Regions from separate parts of the Oryctolagus cuniculus genome. Here region 1 is linked to region 2. The links are chromatin contacts, called in public Hi-C maps. All regions are on one chromosome and are shown on one strand. The core of a region is the stretch at or near the end of the contact, and the rest is flanking DNA. Distances in the headings are between cores, read along the strand shown.

Region 1 (5,470 bases), core at 72-2,571, 150 kb before region 2:
CATGTAAGCGTGGGCATTTAGCCTTGCAGTTAAGACGTTGACTGAGATGTCCACAGAACACATTCAGTACCTGGCTCCAGTACCTGACTGCTGCTTCCTGCTACTGTGGACCCTGGGAGGCAGCAGTGATGACTTACAGGGACAGTAACTGGGTCCTTGTTGCTCTCATGGGAGACTTGGGTTGAGTCTTCTGCTTGCTGTCTTAACCAGGCCCAGCCCCGGCCTTTGTGGCCATTTGGGGAGTGAACCAGTGCTGTGAGCACTCCCCTCCTCCCCCCAATGAATGTGTACCTTTTAACTACATCTAAATTTATATAATGGTTCTAAAGGAGATGAGATGATTGACATGATAGATCTATAACTTATGGGTGTATGTGGGTACATCAAAAAGCTTGTGGAACATGGAATTAAAAGATCGGTTTATTTTAGTACAAAAGACTTTGAAATCCATGCGTAGATTTTTAATAACACACATTGTCTATGTTGGGCGTGTGGCCTAACAAACAGGACGGCAAGTGCTCCCCTTGCCTACAAACCACTCCCAGGGGCAGGGGCAGGGGCAGCGGCAGCGTGCCAGATGGCTGCTCTCTCCTCCGAAACACTCCTGCCCAGACACCCACGAGGATTAGGGCCCTAACCCAGGCTTCTCCCCTCACCACAGCTTCACCTCCAGTGCTCGGCTGGCACGGGGCTCATTGGTCGTTAGATCTGCTGGGACCCCATGGATTCCAAAGGTGGCTCCGCCTCAGCCCTCTGGGCACTGTCTAGAAATATGCATTTCTGGACCCTACCACTAGCTTCTGATTCTCTCCAGTCCATAGTTCAAGGTGGCTTAGTGGCTTCCTAGGAACACAAGCTCAAGTCCTGCTCTACCACTCCTTGGGGAAGCTTCTTAACTCCTCTGTGCCTTGACTTCTTCACCCATAAAACAGAGATAATAACGAAACCCACTGCTTAGGCTCATTGGGGGGACCAAAGTCGACGACGGCTGCCGTGCTGTCAGCGCTACGTCTGACTCAGAGCAAAACCTGAATAAATGCAGCTATTACTGTCAGCATTATCTCACCCCCTCTTAGTGGCTGACGTGGGGAGAGTATCCAGGCCGCCTGACCCTGGATCCAGTGTTCTTTCCAACACGTCACTCTGAATGCGCACACGGCTTCCCTGTGAGGCCGTGCTCGGTGCTCAGCTCAGCCAACACATGGCCGCTGCCCTGGGACCCTATCATGGGGCCATATGGAACGGAGGAGGACACCTGGGAGCCAGGAGCAAATCTAGCCCCTGAGGAACAGCAAGCTGGAGAACACAGTTCAGCGGTGCAGCTTGCAAGGTCCTGTGGGAAGCCATCTGGCTGCTCCTGTTAGCATTTCATTATGGAAACACTGGGCACCAAAAATAGAAGATCTTGAGGGGAACTTGATCTTCTGGGCTTGACTGAACAGCTGCTGGAGAGTTCCAGGAGCCGAACACCAGGGGGCAGTGTCGCGCTGTGCAGGTGGCTGCTGGTGGCCACCCCTACCGGACTCTGGAAATTTCCAGGAAAAGTCTTTCTGACCCTGTGGTGAGGGTCCCTGCAGATCCCCAGCTCCTGTCCTGGGGGAACCACTTTGCATGCTGCCTACTCCTTGGGGAACCTTAAGGGCTGGGCGAATTCTTGCTTCTTCCTCCCTTCCCAGCCCCAGAACTGTGCAGTTGTCCTGGACACATAGTAAGCATGAAAACATATCTGGTTGGTTGATGGATGAACATGTGGAATTCAGATAAGTTGTGGAAAATGGCAACAAAATTCAACAAGTTGTGTTTTACAGATCTGACTGGCTTTTATTAGCAATTTTTTAAAAAGATTTACTTATTTATTTGAAAGAGTGACAGAGAAGAAGAGACAAAGAGATAGAGATCTTCCATCTGCTGGTTCACTCCCTAAATGCCCTCAACAGCTCGGGTTATACCAGGCTGAGGTCGGGAACTCCATCCTGGTCTCCCAAATGGGTGGCAGGAACCCAAGCACGTGAGTCCTCACTTGCTGCTCCCCAGGCACAGTAGCAGGTGCTCTGGGCAGGAAGTGGAGGAACTGGGACCCAAGGCCATGACACCTGCTTAAATCAGCCTGTGACCAGACAAGAACCCCAGGAGCTGGGTGGGGAACTGAGCTCCATAGGTTGAAAAGGCTGGTGAGCTGGCCGGTGCCGCGGCTCAACAGGCTAATCCTCCACCTAGTGGCACCAGCACACCGGGTTCTAGTCCCGGTCGGGGCGCCGGATTCTGTCCCGGGTGCCCCTCTTCCAGGCCAGCTCTCTGCTGTGGCCCGGGAAGGCAGTGGAGGATGGCGCAAGTGCTTGGGCCCTGCACCCCATGGGAGAGCAGGAGAGGCACCTGGCTCCTGCCTTCAGATCAGCGCGGTGCGCCGGCCGCAGCACGCCAGCCATGGTGGCCATTGGAGGGTGAACCAACGGCAAAGGGAAGACCTTTCTCCCTGTCTCTGTCACTATCCACTCTGCCTGGAGAAGAGAAAAGAGAAGAGAAGAGGAGAGGAGAGGAGAGGAGAGGAGAGGAGAGGAGAGGAGAGGAGAGGAGAGGAGAGGAGAGGAGAGGAGAGGAGAGGAGAGGAGAGGAGAGGAGAGAGGAAGGGGAGAGAAAAGAGAAAAGAAAAGAAAAGAAGGGAAAGGGAAAGGGAAGGGAAAGGAAAGAAAGGAAAAGGCTGGTGAAAGTAGAGGCAGGACATAAGTCGACTGGTCATTTCAAAGCTACCTTCCTTAAAGGAATCAGGTTGGCATAATGGGATCTGGCTGTCATCTCTCTCCTGATTTCTCAGAAGGTCAGATCTTAAAGTGAATAGCTTAAGGTTTGATTGGGTGGTGTGAAAGCTTAGTATTTTGTATCGATCTACTCAGTCCAAATCAGTGGCCTCCCATAAATTCTGTTTCACAGAAGGGAACTCCTTGAGTCTAGAAGGAGTGGTAGAGATGGGAGGTTTACGGTCCAGTTGGGGGGGGGGGGTCATGGCTACATGGGAAAGGCAGGAGGTGAGAGGGCTTGGGGAGGAAAGCAGGAGGTGCATTTTAGGGAACTGGGTCCCCAGTGCTGAGGTCAAAGCTTCTCCTCCAGGGCCCTGAGTGGCAGCACCAGAAAAATGGGGGAGATGCACCCAAGGAGTCCAAGCCATGGCTCACCAGGACTCCCCATGGGCATCACTGTCACCCCCTGTCTCCGGGGTGGTTTTCAGCCACCCCTCTCATCCTACAAGACCCCCCTGGCAGGGCCTCGGTCTCACTGCCTCCTTCTGGGTGATGTATGCAGCTCAGTACCCTAAGCCTGTACTAGGGGACTTCAAAAAGTTCATGGAAAATTCGTAATTAAAAACTATGGGTTTCAAAAAATATGCTCAAAATAAGCTCATCTTTTAATTCTGTTTTCCATGAGCTTTTTGAAGTCCGCTTGTATCCCACATCCTCAGCACATGAGTCTCGCTCAGGGGACAGCGCCCGTCGTGTTCAGAGCAGAATGCTCTGGAGACCAGAGCAGAGTAAGTATTCGTCTGATGAAGGATTAAACTACGAGCGCGGGAGGGAAGGGAAGGGGGGAAAGAAACAGGAAGGACAGGAGGTAGTCTCCTAAAGACCTCAAGGCTCCTCCGCCAGGATTTCAGTCTCTGCCCCCACCCCACGTGCTGCATCCTCATTCCACCTGCCCCAGGGTGAGAACCCTGGCTCTTCAGGGACCACAGAATGGCAAGCGCATGGGAGGAAGGAAGACCTACCTGGGAGCCCCAGCTGCAGTTCCTAGCAGCTGTCAGGGGTGTGGCTTCCCTGAGAGCCATCTGGCATCTGCGCCTCATCGATCCCTCCTTGCAGACAATCACGAGAAATAACCAAGACCACGTGCAGCACAGGGCTCGTCCCAGCTCGGTGGCGTGCCACTGTTGAACCCATCAGGCACTCGGCAGTGGACCTGGACAAGAGGCACGTGGGGCCCCTGGCATCGTGAACAGGCTCGTGGCAGGGGCCATGGCTATGAGCAGCATTCAGCTTGGGAGGGGGGGGAGGTGGAGGGGGTTGAGTACAAGGTGGGCTGAGCTGTGTGTAGGGGACCCCACCTGGGCAGAAGCAGCAGGTTCAACCTTCCAGGAGGTGAGAGATGGAAAGCAGAAGCCTCGTCCATGGCTGGGGGAGAGACAGCCCAGCTCTGTCTCCAGGTCAGGTGGTGACGAGAGAAGTATGGGAGAGCGGAGGCAGCTGCTGGTCCGAGGGCACAGGGCAGGGCATGCAAGGGCACGGGGCACCGTGGCAACACTGGGCATGCCTCATGTCAGACAGCAAGATCGAGTCTCCTGCTGGGGACTCCCCGAGTACCCTGACTACCCCCTCGGGTAAGGGGCAGCCACAGGAGGCCCTGGATGACCCGGCCGGCTGGGACAAGTGCTCTGGGGAGATGGCATCACTCCTGCAACCCACTTCTCCCCTTTGGGCTCCCAGCAGGTGGTCTCTGCCACTCAGCACTGGCTGGCCAAGGTCAGGTAGTGACCGGTGAGGGCAGCCTTGGCTTTCTTCCCAGCCCAAGGGCTTCCCAGTGTGCCCCTGCTGGCTGCCATTTGCTGTGGTGGTTGCCAGGGGAACCTTGGACTATTTTTGTACATTCCGCAGCTGATGACGCTGTGGAAATGCTCAGGGGATGTTGGTCCAGGACTGACCCTGGAAACAACGCCCAAGCAGGCACCGCTGCAGACCTTGGCCGAGGCCCAGGAGCTGTTCTGATGCCCCTGGCGTGGCCTCAGCGGTTACATTATTACTTGGGAACAGCTGCATCCCATGTTGGAGTGCCTGGTTTTAAAGATTTGTTTGTTGAGGCCCCAGGCTGCAGCATGACAGAAGGCAGTGTGGCTGGAAGATTTGTTTGTTTATTGTAAAGTCAGGGCTACAGAGAAAAAAGGAGAGACAGAGATTTCCAGCTGCTGGTCCATTGTCCAGATGGCTTTAATGGCCAAGGCTGGACCAGGAGCTTCATCCAGGTGCCCCATGTGGGTGGCAGGGACCCAAACTCTTGGGCCATCTTCTATGTTTTTCTCAAGCAGCTAGCAGGGAGCTGGATCAGAAGTGGAGTGGCTGGGACTTGAACTGGTATCATGGGCAGCAGATTTTAGCTGCTACACCACGATGCCAGCCCCAGGGTGCCTCATTTGAGTCCTGGCTACTCTGCTTCCAATCCATCTTCCTGCTAATGTGCATCCTGGAAGGCAGCAGTTGATGGCTCAAGAACTTGGGTCCCTGTCACTCATGTGGGAGACCTAGATTGACTTCTAAACTCCTGGCTTTGACCTGGCCCAGCCCTGGGTGTTGCAGGTATTTGGGGAGTGAACCAGTGGCCGGTATTGTGCAGAGGATACAGCCACTGCCTGCAATGCTGGCATCCTATATGGGTGCCTGTTTGTGTCCCGGCTGCTCCACTTCTGATCCAGCTCCCTGCTAATGGCCTG
Region 2 (4,924 bases), core at 1,898-4,397:
TGAATCACTCCACAATAAGATTATATTTCAGAGCAGGAAGAAAAAAAATCTCTTTCATACACATAGGGCTTCCCACTTTTTTTTTGTTTTTTTAAGGCCACTAATGGAAAAAACTACTAGTGACAGAAAAAACACAACACTGTGATAGCAACTACACTGCTAAAGTACCAAGCAAAGCAACTGATTTTTTTAGGAAAATAACTTTTCAAGTATATTGGCATTTGAAGTAAAAGTAGTTTTTCCTTTTAGCCAGTAACCCAAGAAAGGGTCTTGTTTTATTCAATAAAAGTTTATCTTGCAAGCATAACTTTCCTTATGATAGCTTTTTAATGCAAATATCTAAAATTAATCTAGATTTCCAATTTTATTTTTTTCCTACTACTAACCAAACACTATAAATAAAATACTGCACCTTCAACTTGTTGAACCAAATACCACATATCTTAGATGATGACTGACTCTATGCATATATTTCCCAGGCTTTTACAAGCAAAACATACAAAGCTACATCTCCTGGTTAAAACTAGCCATATGTTTAGTATTAAATTATTTCTATTAAAAAGTGAATATATCAATGAGTACAATACTAAAGGAACCAAAATAATTTATAATAACAAGCTAAATAAACATGAAAAAAATGCTAGCACCAAATCTTGGAAATGCAAAAATAATTTGATAATTTAATGGAAAAAAAAATCAGTATAAAAGTAACCATGATGTTTTAATTAAGTGTAAGATATAAAATCTATGAATAGCAATTCAATGTCCTGGTTGGAAAGATGATATTCTTTTATAACTGTGACATGGCTCAAGAGTTTTAAAGTCTTGGCAATGCCTACCACTGTGGTCTACCACTGACTACCCTATGCAAATTTTAACAATTTTTGTATGCTAAACAGCAATCAAGTAACATGCACAGATTAAATGCGTCTTAAAATCTCTTTTCAAAAGCCTGTTTGATTTGGGCTGGGGGATGTCCTTGATTTAGAAACACCCGAAAAGGCAGGGCAGTGTAGGGTTTGAATGGGGTTCCAGAACTACTGCAGGTCAACTGTGATTTGATCTGGGGTTTTCTTTAGACTCCTTGCCAAGCTAAGGCTGGATTCACAGGCCCAAAGACAAATTGAAACCAGACTGGCCTTGAGGGGATTGTGGAGCTTTTTTCAAATGGTTTGAGAAATCTGAACATTTATCTCTTTAATTTCCCAGCCTTACAAAACATATGATTCAGGTTTCCATTAAGTTTCTCTTGTTGCAGAATTTTGTTGGATGTCTATGAGCACTGTCATCTGACTCCATAACGACTTCTGTCTCATACAACGCAGATATTGAAATTGTAAAATTAAAAGTTAGTAATTCACAATGAATAAACTAGAACACCAAAAAAAAAAAAAAAAAAGAAAGAAAGAAAAAGAAAAAACTTACTGAAAAACCTCTGAATCTAGTGGGAAAAGTAAGTGAGCCAAAAAGAGTGCCAAGCACTTCTGCAAGGCATTAGGCACGGATACCAATTTGAATCACTGTACAAACCTACAAAGTCTGAATTACTGCCCGGGAACCAAGTTCCCGTTCCACCGCAAAGCAACACCAGACTCCCTTACACGTCCTCACATCGATCCTCTGTACCGTCTCAAACAATCGGGTATTTTCAGCTAACGATTCAACAAATAAGATCCTACACCGGTCCGACTTTTAGGCTTTTTCCTTATTAAAAACAAACAAACAAACAAACAAACTCGTGCACGTGAGGGCCAGCTGAACTCTCAACCGCTGTTTGCATTTGGATTCCAGGTCCGATGACTCAAATACAATCCATGGGGCGGGGAGTGGAGACCGGCGTGGGCGCCGACGGTAACAGCCAAAGTAAAGGTGGAGGAAGAGGGCCGCAGACAGGGGCTGAGACTTGGAAACCGGAGGAAGGCAAGGCAGGTCGCGGAGGCAAGATGGGTACAGAAAGAGGAGTGAGGGAGAGGAAAGAATTCTACCTCGCGGGACGCAGTCCCCAATCGGAAGCGCAGGTTAAGCCAGCGCGCAGGTGGGCAGGGTGCTGGCCTCGCCCCGGTGGGAAGTTAGGGTGAATCCGGGAGCCGCGAGAAGCACCACTCCGCAGCCTACACGTTTGCACTACAGGCGGGCGGGGGTCGCGGCGCGCACTCCGCGAGCCCCGGGGGAGGAAATGGCTCTGCGGCCGCCAGCGCTCGCCGGCCGGGGCTGCGCCCTCGGAGCTTACCTTTGAGCTGGGGCAAGGGGGAGAGCTCCGCCTGGCTGCCCTGGCTGCGGAACTGCGACGAGCCCTGGGAGCGCTTCTGCTTCTGTGCCTTGCGCACCGATTTCCGGGTGAAGCCGTCCACTTTCTCCGAGGCCGAGATGGCGGCGCTGGCAGCCCCCGCCGGCGGCGGCGGCGGCGGAGGCGACGACGACGACGACGACATCTCCGCGGCCCTGGCGCCTGGCAGCTCCGGCTACTGCTTGCACCGCGCGGGGCCGCGGCGGCGACGGCACGAGGAGGAGGAGGCGGGGGAGAGGCGCGGAGAGCTCGCGGCCCTGCGCCCCGGACCCCCGGCCAAACCGCCGTCCGGCTCCCGGGCGCCGCCGAGCTGCTCCTCGCCGCCCGCCAACGCCTCACGGCCACATCTCAGCGCCGGAGGCTCCTGGTCCCCGCCGCGCGGCGAGCTCCGGGGCTGAAGAAGTTGTTGACTCCGGGCGCAGAGGGCGGGTGGAAGGGGGAGCAGCCTGAAGTTTGGACAACTGAGGCGAGGGCACAGAGGTGCGGACGCCGGGCGCGCTCCTCGTCCCCTCAGTCCTGCTGACCAGCCGGCCGGCCGGCTAGCACCTCAGCGGCCGCTGCCAGCGCAGCCCTCCCCGCCGGGAGCCTCCTCCGGGGCGCTGCCGTCGCGGGTCCCCTCGGAACCGCCGCCGCCGTGCCCGCTCTCCCCTGTCAGCGCCAGCCCCTCATCGCCCGGGGCGGTGACCCGCTGCCCGGGCCCTCGGCTCGCACGCGCCGCCGGCTGCGCCCAGCAGTCCGAGCCCCCTCCCCCACGCGCCCGTCGGCCGCCCACGGAGAACCCCCGGCGAGCGACCGCTACAACTTGAGAAGGTGGTTGGTACAAGCAGAGGGCGGGAGTGTGTGCGTGTGCGCGCGCGCACGAGGGCGCGCGGCCCGGGGAGGGGCCTCGCGGAGGGCGGGGAGGGAGGGGTTTGACTGACAACTTCCGCGGGACCCCGCCAGCCTCGGGATGCTCCGGAGAGGACAGGGGGCGGGAAAGCATGCCAGTCTCCTCAGCCAATCGGAGCGCTAAGCGGCAGGAACCCTGTGAGGCGTGGCCTCCCGGGCGGTCTATCAAGTGTCCGAAGGCGGTGAGGTGAGGCAGGGATGTAGGGCGTGGCCGTGTGACGAGCTTCAGTCGCGGCCAATCAGAAGTGAGAGTGGGTAGCGGGGTGCCGTCTGCGTCACAGCCGCGTAACTAATTCTTTTGGGAGGGGAAGTGCCCCTCCACCGCGGGTACTTTCGCACGCCTGCGCGACGGCCCGGGCTATAATTGCCTCCTGACAACCTATGAGAAGACCAGAAAACTAGAGGGGCAGTTCAGAGAGCACACAGAGTTCCCTCCCCTCCCCTCGCCTCTCTGCTGGCCAATAAGGCGCTGAAGCGACGGGTAGGGAGTTAGGGGGCCCGGAAGAGCGCCAGGTGTTGCGTCACTGCGAAGGGGCGGGGCAAAAACCAGGGTGGGCGGTGGGACGGTGTGATAGGCTGGTGAAGATCCCCGGGGAAGGCGAGGTCGTGAACTCGGCCAATCAGCGTGAGGTCCTGGAGTCTTTGGGCGGGCCTTGGAGCCACTCTGACCCTAAACCGCGTACTTGGTAGTTGGGGAGTGAGTTTGTAGCTCGGGTGTTTCAGGCACCGTTTGCTTGGTTTGGACAGAGTTCTCTGCACGTCAGCGCCCCCCCACCCCACCCGCCAAGAGGTGTCGCATTCCTAGCTTAGTGTCCCGCGACTGTTTACCCCCTCAGGCGAGGCCTTCAGCTAGTCCAGCGCGCCGAGCGTGAGTTCGCTGATCGGTGGTTTGTGGCTTGGCGGCTTGCCACTAAGATCCCTTCCTTGAAAATGCTAGGTTTTAAATTTCTTAGTTTCCTGGGCAGTGTTTTGTACATAATGATGCATAATAAAGCGTACGTGAGCTGAGCCGTCTGTCTCCCTTTGCGTCGTCCTACCCGCGCCTGCAATCCTCTCCCGCCAGCATCGGCTCTTCCTTTGACGAAATGGAAATAGCGGCCATGGAGTTCTGCAAAGCTACCTGATGTGCATGCCCGGAAGACCCCAACTTTGTGGCAGGAAGGTGAACTCCAGACCTAGGACCAAACATACTGTCCTCAAACAGCTCACCCTTCAGATTGGCTGGGTGGCGGACCTGCGATGAGCGCCCCACCCCCCACCAAGGAGATTCACACCTCAGCAGCGTCCCTGACACCTCCCTCATCCAGTCAGGCTCCGGATCAGGATGACTCTGCCTTCCCAAACGTTGAAAACCAGGTCCTCCTCACAATTTGCACGGGCGACCGCCAAGTATGGTTCAGGGCTTCCATGCTCACTGCCTGATCGGTCTCGTAAACAGCTACTTGTAACCAACCACCTGCAGAACAGAGTCAAAATTCGGTAAAACTCCTAGTGGTTATGCGGGGTGTACACCACACTCTGTGTCTACATAGTTCTTTTCTTCGCTTCAGTCACATCATTGCGCATAGTGATCTTCTAAAAATAATTGTGCATCCTTGACGCTTAGTCTTTGCTGTTCCAACAGCTTGAAATAATCCGTCCATTCCTGCCCCTCTCCATCTTGTTGAGACCAATCTTTTCTCCCAACCCCAGCTCAACTTCTGAAGCCGGTCATAAAATCTGGTCAGAAGTGAAGAGTCCCTTCTTTGT

The links. A called contact is a pair of places that touch in the nucleus more often than the background predicts.
Region 1: a contact with region 2 is called in a Hi-C map of embryonic fibroblasts, with 6 times the contacts expected there. The contact joins the enhancer-like site here to the promoter of PPP2R5A in region 2. A contact is called at or near these places in 5 of 6 Hi-C or Micro-C datasets (ear pinna, embryonic fibroblasts, psoas muscle and 2 more).

The regions. Positions count from the first base shown.
Region 1 is chr13:26,929,157-26,934,626 of mOryCun1.1, reverse strand. All of the region lies in intron 3 of PACC1 (proton activated chloride channel 1), which reads left to right. Among named protein-coding and RNA genes, the nearest start is that of NENF, 20 kb to the right of the region's middle. Within about 2 kb of position 1,321, at least 2 of the 8 cell types and tissues checked have an H3K27ac peak or open chromatin away from gene starts, as enhancers often do.
Region 2 is chr13:26,786,073-26,790,996 of mOryCun1.1, reverse strand. It overlaps PPP2R5A (protein phosphatase 2 regulatory subunit B'alpha), which reads right to left and starts at 3,147. Exons shown (of 12, transcript XM_017347800.3): 1 at 2,231-3,147. The coding sequence starts at 2,432.